2 separate regions of the Zea mays genome follow, and region 1 is linked to region 2. A link is a contact called in public Hi-C data. All regions are on one chromosome and are shown on one strand. The core of a region is the stretch at or near the end of the contact, and the rest is flanking DNA. Distances in the headings are between cores, read along the strand shown.

Region 1 (4,735 bases), core at 764-3,263, 170 kb before region 2:
CGTATCACCCATTGCATTAAATGTTCATTATTGTTTTGGCCAAATTACTACTCCTATTAGGATTACCTTAGGGTGTGTTTGGTTTAGCTTTCTAAACCGGATTTACTACTTAAAAAGTAGAATCTCAAACTGATATAACAACAGAATATATTCATGAAGATCTATAGATTCTCTAGTTTAAATCTGAATCACCTCTTACTCTATATTTTCTAGATTCTTGTCATCCATGTTACAAACTTTCATGCTCTTATAGAATCTATAATGGACCGTTGTTTGAACCAAACAAATTTTAGTTTTCATAAACGTCAGCTCGCATCAACTTCTTACAGATCACAACTAGAATAAGATTTTCAAGAATCTACAACTGAACCAAATAGACCCTTAGTATTGTTTACCTTGTCCTTGTTATAACTGGAAATTTGGGAACATTTTAGTAGCAAATTCTAGTGTTGTACATCTTTCAAAAGAAAAGTGATTTCGAATGTTTTATTAGACTTGTTAATAAAAGATGCTTTTTAGCAAACCATGAGGACTTGATGTATGGAATAGGATTGCACAAGTGCCTCTCCCTAAGGACCAGTTCCCCGAGCGACTACCCGAGACAAACAATACAACTATAAGGATTACATGGCTATGGCCTTAACCAAGTAATTAAGGGAAAATATTTGGATATTAGCTATGGTAAATGGGGACAAATGAAGGCTCTTTGGCCCCACTTTTGCTTGATTAGGCCTTGGGTGGGATGCCCTGGAGAGCCTACGTGTGAGGATTGTGGTGGAGAGATTGCCTCAGAATATTCTATCATAGTCTAATACACACGGAAGATCATTTATAAAGGTCTCATAGTGAACCCTGCCGACCTCCACTGAAGAGGTGAAGGGTCTTGCAAATCGAGACAAGTGGGTATCACGACTTGTGGGTAAAGTTGTACAATATCAACAGAGTGTCGTAAAACTGATTAATCAGTCGTGCTCACGATGAAGAGCGACTTTGGTATCCTCACATATTAGAAGTTTTATTTTCAAAAACCTTAAAACTTCACTATTAGACTTGGTGATGTGTCCACTATATGATGCAATGGATGGTCCTATGTGAGATGCAGCAGATGTGTTTTCAAAACTTTTGCCACGAGACTTGGCAGATGGTTTACTGTGGGATGCAACAAACGTGTTTTCAAAACTTTCACCATGAGATATGGTGAATGGTTCATTATAGGATGCAACGAACGTGTTTTCAAAACTTTCTCCGTGATATGCATTGAACGACTTTTCAAAAGGTTACTTTACTACAACTATTCGCATGGGACTTGGTGAAAGGTTTACTATGGAATGCAATAAACATCGAAGTTACTGTATTATAACGAATCTTTATGCAACAAAATGTTTTACAAAAGAGGAATTCAAATGCTTTTCAAGTATAGTTAGAACTTGATCAACTAAAAGCAACCGCCCAAGCTAACCCACCATATAGCCAGTTCAAGGAGATGTGTCCTAGAGCCAAGAGTTACATAATTACGACGAGTTTTAGACTTGTGATCAATCAGTTGTCTATAAAGACTACTGGTTGATTGATATATAATATTGTGGTTATACATAAGAATCTCGAGCATGTACAATGGACGTTCGATTGTGCGGTTAAAACCAAGTGTGAGTATTCTTTATGTATGTTCTTTTTGCTATAGAGAAGTGAACTGATAAAATCTATTATATATTTTAATAATTTCAGAAAATAGATATTTTTGATTATCCACGGTATTTATGATTAAGAAAAAAACCATTCTAGTAGATAAGCACCAAAAATTCCAAACCAAACACCTCACTCCATCGATCTTCTCCATCTCCACGGCAGGACGAGGCTTTCGGGTTCGTCTCCAATCCCCATCCGTGGCAGTGGCAGTGTCACGAGAAGAGGCCACGAGTCCACTACTGACTGGAGGCAGGCCAACCCGACGCGACCGGCAGCGGCGCACCAACGCAAAGGTTAACCCACCCGCCCACCCAGGCGGCCAGGCCCCAGCAGTACCCACTCACGAGACCGTCCAGGCGTCCACCGCGACGCGCTCTCCTGCCCGTGCCCACCTCCACGACTCCACCTCCGCAGCGCCCGCGGTAACCTCCCCACGCCACGCCACATCGCGTGCGAGCCCCAACCGTCGCCGGCCTCCCAATTAAGCCGCCCCCGCGGCGCGATCCGGTGTCCACCGCTGCTCCGCCGGAGGAGGGGGAAGGGGAAGAAAAGGGAGGGGGGGAGCACAGGGGGATGCTAGAGGCGAAGCCGCCGTCGCCGGGCTCCGGCGCGGCCGGGGCGGCGGCGCACATCCACGGTCACCGGCGGTGGGCGGCGCCGCTGCTGGCCTCGGTTCTGCTCTCGTCGCTCCTCATCACCGCGTCGCTCTTCTTTTCCTCCTCCCGCGCGCTGCTACTCTCCTTCTCGCCGCTCCCCTCCGCGGCCTCCGCCGAGCCTCTCTTCGTCGAGGCCAAGCTCCGCCAGCAGATGCGGGCCGAGGAGCGCCCCACGCGGGGCGCCGTGCCCAGGATCGCCTACCTCATCTCCGGCTCCGCGGGGGACGGAGCCGCGCTGCGCCGGACGCTCAGGGCGCTCTACCACCCGGTAAACACATACGTCGTGCACCTCGACCTCGAGGCCCCCGCCGCCGAGCGCGCCGAACTCGCCTCTGCCATCCACGCGGACCCCGTCTACGCTAGGTTCCGCAACGTCAAGGTCGTCACACGGGCCAACTTGGTCACCTACCGTGGCCCGACCATGGTGGCCAACACGCTGCACGCGGCTGCCATCCTGCTGCGCGAGGGCGGTAATTGGGACTGGTTCATCAACCTCTCCGCCTCCGACTATCCGCTCGTCACCCAGGACGGTAAGCGCAGATGCGATCTGCCTCTTTCGGCCCTCCGGTATTGCGACTGGATCTATCCGTCGCGGGAAGACGCCACCTTTGATCCGATTTTTTTGGTGCTTCCAATGGCGCGATCTTTGCCTGCCTACGATTTGGGCAAAATCAATTCCAGGTTTGGGTCACTCACTGGACGATACTAGTGGAGCTGGGGATTTGAAATTTGCGTGCAGTGTCTGTCTGCAAGTGTTCGCCAAAAATGCGATTTTGTACGCGGGCTTGGATATGCCAATTGGGGAATGGGGGTGAGATTAGTTTATGACATGTTGTTTTCCCAATTGGTATGGGAATTTGATAAGATTTGATTACTTTTTTAGCTTCTAGGTGGTACCAGGGGAAAGTCAATCTAAGGGCGTATTTCTTTCTTTAAATAGAGCCTCTCACTGGGTCGCCTCTCTCTTTCGTTTTATTGCAATCTTGTTTTGTTTTTTCCTTTTCAGTTTACTACCGTTATGGATTCTTCTACTTGTTCATGGTGCAAAAATGTTTGTGATCAACATGCCCCTTTGTTTTTCTGATTTGTCTACCTATTGGCAGATCTATTGCATGTGCTTTCTGAGTTGCCCAGGCAGCTTAACTTCATTGAGCATACCAGTGACATCGGATGGAAGGAGTAAGTTTACAGTTTGTCTGAAAGTTCTGGTATCTGTTCCCACAAGTTCTGCAGTTGCTAAATATGTGTGTCTGTAGGTACCAGAGGGCGAAGCCAGTGATCATCGACCCTGGGCTATACAGCCTGCAGAAGTCTGACGTTTTCTGGATAACAGAGAAAAGGAGTGTCCCAACTGCATTCAAGCTCTTCACCGGTAAAATACACCATAATCTTTCCTATGAATTCTGAAATGAGCTCTCCGTCCCCTTCTAGTTATTGGTGTTTCTTGTTTTGCATATATCATTTCTCACTGTATTTCACATTACTAATTACTTGCAGTGCTGGTTGCTATTTACATGCCTGTTTTTTTTCCCTGGAATCATGTGCAACTAACAGCTTTCTTTTGCCACTGTTGTCAATGTTTGATACAAGAAAGCAAACACTTCATTTTTCTTTGTTGACTGTGTTAAGGATAAGTTTGTTTGACCAATCTGCCTGTTGGGATTTAATGCCAGGTTGAGAATTTGTATACTGTTGCGATGGTCCAGCTATACTCTTGATTTAGGATTATGGTCTTGAAGTGGTTGTGTGTCCCCATTACCTACTAATTTGTGGGCAATCAATATTCTTTTGTATGGGCGATCTCTGCACTACCAGAATGGCTTGTTAGCAACTTAGCATTAAATGATTTGCTTGCTAGAAACAAATTATAAACGACTTCCATTACCATATCACATTGAGTCACTAGGTCGCAGGTTCGAAGCATCCTCTCCGCATTTGCGGGGGGAGGCTTGCCTCAGTTTATTTCTTTCCCAGCCCACTTGTGTGAGCCTCCGGCAGTGGGTCTGCCCTTCCATTATCATATCTCCAAGCAGGGAAAAACTTGCAGCAGACTAGCAGTTGAGATAGCACTACATAGCTTCATTTTAGCTGTACATGGCATGGTTGGTAAGGCGTTAGCGACGCTTAAGCGGTAAGACGAGCCTGGCCATGCAAGACGTCCCGTCGCCTTGCCTGCGAGAGTAAGGCGCTGGCAAAAACAGAGGAGGAGGAGGTGGCGGCGGTACGCAGGGTGCGGCGTAGGGTGCGGTGGCCTGCAGGGTGCTGCGTCGGCGACGGACAGCCAGTCAGAGGAGAAAGGAGAGCTGCTGGGGAGGGGGAGAGAAAAGAACTGCGGGGGAGGGAGAGGAGAACTGCGGGGAGGGAGAGCTGCGAGGGAGGGGGAGAGCTGCTGG
Region 2 (4,396 bases), core at 1,461-3,960:
CTCCTACTTCCTACATAACTGGACTGAAATTAAATGCATGTTCATCATATTAAGGTTGTTAACTAGAAAAATCACTTCGATTTACTACTTCCATATCACAAATCTTGCGAAGGTGCTAGTTATAACATTTGGTTTAGACATGATCCTCATGTGTAGCTTAAAATATCATATGATTAGCAAATCGGTCTGTCATTCGAAATATTGCAATTAGAAAGACAAAAGGACATTAGAAAACATTCTATAACATCCAACATTAGTAAATTACTATGAACTGACATTCCGAAGCCAGACATGAGCACAACATCTGCAAGGCAATCCATTCGGAGAACACGAAGGAAATAGGACAACCCACAGTGCAAAATAAACTCTAAAATATCTAGATGGAAAGTACTATGTATCAAAGAAAAATTCAAGCAATAGAACTAATAAGACAAGTGGAAGTATATCTCATACATGTAAATTCATCTGGTTGAAACAAGATGCAGCCCGTGTACGCTTACAGATCCATGTAATATGCAGGGTTGCAATATCCTTGGTGCTGTCTAGCTATGGTATGACCAGGATCAAACATTTGGACAGTATCCATGAACTAAAATGCTGCCCAAACTCAAAATTGTTTCCTTTTGCTCCTAAACAACTTGTCTCTTTTTGAGTACATATAAAAGAAACCAAAAACAAACAACCCAGACATGGAAACAGATACCCACGGGAATGGTGGATCTTTGAAGCAAACCAGTGAAGCTTCAAGCTCCTGTGATGCCTGATACACCAATGAGTGAATTTCATACAGATCGTGGTCTGAAGACCTCAAATAGTACATTGCCTTGTCGTAGTCCAAGCGTGACATGGCTGAGACCACCTTCTCCAGTTTATACGTGAGCAGGTTCCACCTCTGAATGAATTCAACATGCCTTTTCTTTCTAAGTATTTTCTCCCCACCATGTGCCACCATCGACTCCAAAACATCTATTGTGCTGGTGATTGTGTAGTTCAGGGTTGTGAGAAGAACATTCCTACGAGCTGCATCTTTCTGCACAAAAGACAGTGATTTGGTCTCTGAAAAAGGACCAAATGGTGTATGTCCAGTGCTCCAAGTGTAATCAACAACTGTGGCATGATGCTCAGGACTCCATGACAGATGTGTGGGTGAAACCCCCCACATGCTCTGCAGAAGTGAGCCAATGATTGCGCGCTCAAGATTTCTAGTCATTGTAAGCACATGTCGACCATTACAGGTGTAGTCACTTACTGTTTGTGAGCTCCGCGTCCTCACAGCAACCACCATATCCCCAAATGCCACTGCCTGGTGGTATCTATCCAGAGGCAAAAGTTTATCATAATCCAAATCGAAAACATAAACTGGCACCACCTTGTCATGCTCATAATTTTCATGGACCCCAGCCAAACGATGTATCTCATCCGACGAGTCTGACAGCACCTGCCTCAACCGCTTGGAGTCCAAGTACTCATTCACTATCAATGTGTAGTTCTCAAACAGGAACCTCGATGTAAACGAGTTTGTCGACCTAGCAACTGCGAATGAGCAAATTGGGCATTCAGAGTACTTGACCGTATGCAGATCAAACTTCAAGCTTTGTCCACCATAAGGTAGATCCCCGTCACGAATTGACTGTTCTATCACACGAAAATCAAGCCCTTCTTCTTCCTTCCGGTCCCCATGGATGTGAATGAACCGAATAAGCAACGAGTTCTCATAATGCACTGGAATTCTGAGCGAAGGCACTAGCAAAGACTTGTATGCACTAAGAACCAGCGACGCAAGATCCGCGAGGAGAGCTTTCTCCGACTTGGGCCTGCCGTGAAGGGTGGCAAGAGGGTGGAACTCACCACGGGGGAGCACGCCATCGCCAGAGAGCGCTGGACCGTAGTTCACTGGACCGGCACCCAGGTCGATCCAAATGTACCGATTCTTACCAGCCCAGACGGGGCCGAGGCAGCGGGAGTACCCAGGCGAGGAGGCATCAGTGCCGGAGGAGGCCGCGGTGTAGGCATACTGGCGCGACTGCTTGCCAAGGTCGAGCAAGTAGATGTAGACGGCCTCAGCGGGGCCGGAGCCGGCTAGCGCGCGGTAGTCCTCAGCGACGAGATCGTCCACAAGCGAGTAGGGAACGCCTGAGAGCGCGTTATTGTGGAACGGCGCGGGGGACTTGTCGAGATGCGCGCGGACGGCGGCGCCAGCTTTAGAGGCGAGCTTGGACGCCGCGACGGGGCCGGTGACGTCAAGGTGAAGGGTGTGGGAGACCGCGAGACGGTGTGGGCGGCGGCTGGAGAGGAACTGGGCTGAGGAGACGGCGGCGTTGACGAGGGAAGGAAGGGACCGCCCGGATGAGGCCGGGAAGGAGGAACCGGCGAGGCGGACGTGGACGGGGACCGTGGCAGAGAGGTTGAGAAAGAAGGAAGGGAGGAGGGAGGTACGTGCGGAGAGCGCGCGCCGGAGGGCGGCCGGTAGAGCGGCGAAGGTGTCGTTGCCGGCAGACGGGTCGCGCGCGGCTGCCGACGCGAAAAAAGCGTCGAGGCCCGAGAACGCCACCGCGGTGACCGCGGGGGCCAGCGAGGCCAGGAGGAAGAAGAGAATTAGGGTTTGGGGTGGGGGAAGAGCCATGGTCGCCCGCCGGCCGGACGGAGATGCGGAGGTCACAAGTGAAGTCGGGGTTCAGAATTCAGATCGATCTGGGATACCAGATGCCCGATGCGGCGATGCCAGAGGAGACTAGCAAACGCTAGGGTATATGACGGGATCTTCTGTGGTATAGAGATCTATAGATGTCCTTGTGCGTCACTGGGATTGCAACTGGTCGAGCTTAAGTCGAGTACTCGAGAGAAAAACCCTGTCGCAACCACACCTATAAAGTTTACTAATAGGGTGTCCGTGCGTTGCTATGATAACTTAAAATTGATACAAAACAGTGATGCAATATAATTACAATCTCTATTTGATAATTTTGTACCCAACAAACAACGCCATCATTAGAAAGGACACGTCGATGAACATACCTAAATTCACCTTTAGCTAAGAAGGCAATTAAGAAAGGAAAATATAAACTGATAAATGGTACACTTGTGCACTGCACTGGATTTAAGAAGAAAGAAAGAAAATGTGTGTCTGTCTAAACAATATATGCCTACTTAAGATGAAGTAATTATATGAAACGTGATTCTACACTGAGTTCAACCGACCATCCACCAATCAAATAGTAGCAGATAATACATTATTGTCATAAAAAAAGATGTCAAGAGCATGGTTCTATTGAAAATCCTGCTTGTTTCATTCACGTAATGAGTTCATTCGGAGATCACTGAATAGAAATGGCAAATGCAGTGCTCAGTATCTAGGCCTACCCATGTCAGGTACAAAATCAGTTCATAAATATCAGAGTTGGTATGTTGCCAATGCATTATTTGAGACTGGGTGCTTAATACAACTATACAAGCATCTTCAAGAAGTGTGTTGCTAAGCCCACGCTTCGTGCTTAAGTAGTGGAAGCCCGTTGTTGATCGATGCACGTTAAGCATCAGCATTGGATAAGCATAGATCCTGGATGTTGAAAAGATTTTGTAATATAAGTGATAAAAATATTATTCGTTAGAAGCAAACAATTTGTACATAGTGCAAGTAATATACTTATGCAAAAGGTAAAACTGTTTGGTAGATCTGTTTGTTGGATTCAGAATCACCAAGTTCTTCTAAAATAAAGAGTTAGTTGAATTAACACAAGAGTTAGTTTTTGTCAATTTCAAAATGCCCAGGTAGGTTGTTACATGTATGTGAATTGTCCAGAAAGGGCTGAACACGTGAACATATATAATTATACAATATCATATAAAATAATCATCATACGACTCAAAAGGCTACTGATAGTAGAGGTCAGGTTTAGTTCTTACCATATATATTTCTTATGCGTGTTGAGTTGCACAAGGAAGATCCAATAGTTCAATCCAGCATGTCATATACTGTTAAACAAAAAAGAAGGGGAAGCTCGATAGATTGGTCATCTAAACTGAAAGAGGACTCACTCAATACATATTGTGCTCCACTGCATTTGGTAATTCACTATTGGCATCTCGTCCTCTCAGCCTCCATTTCTTTCCCCGAAACGTCAGCCTGGCAAAACAAAAACAAAACAAGATCAACATTAGAACGCAATCCAAATATTCAATTGTTCAAAAACCATATAAAATAGTTAGAATGCTTTTGAATGCCATTAATGTGGGTCTAGTTTGTTAGGACCTCCTTGTAGACGATGTTCTTGGTGCATGTCCCACAATCTACTGCGGGTTTCTTTCTTGCCCCCTTCCTCGACTTTTTCTTCCCATCGACGGCTGGGATGGCAAGAATCTTTATGTTCGATCGGGTTGTCGCTCTAGATAGAGCAAC

What was found. Hi-C and Micro-C count contacts between places; a contact is called where the count stands out from the background.
Region 1: a Hi-C map of leaf shows a contact between it and region 2, with 4 times the contacts expected there. The contact joins the promoter of LOC100191516 here to the promoter of LOC100279525 in region 2. A contact is called at or near these places in 3 of 25 Hi-C or Micro-C datasets (ear, leaf and tassel).

Annotation. Positions count from the first base shown.
Region 1 is chr9:89,295,151-89,299,885 of Zm-B73-REFERENCE-NAM-5.0, reverse strand. It overlaps LOC100191516, which reads left to right and starts at 2,013. Exons shown (of 4, transcript NM_001136948.2): 1 at 2,013-2,872; 2 at 3,446-3,521; 3 at 3,599-3,714. The coding sequence starts at 2,260.
Region 2 is chr9:89,126,371-89,130,766 of Zm-B73-REFERENCE-NAM-5.0, reverse strand. It overlaps LOC100279525, which reads right to left and starts at 2,710. Exons shown (of 1, transcript NM_001152523.2): 1 at 397-2,710. The coding sequence starts at 2,623. The coding sequence ends at 608.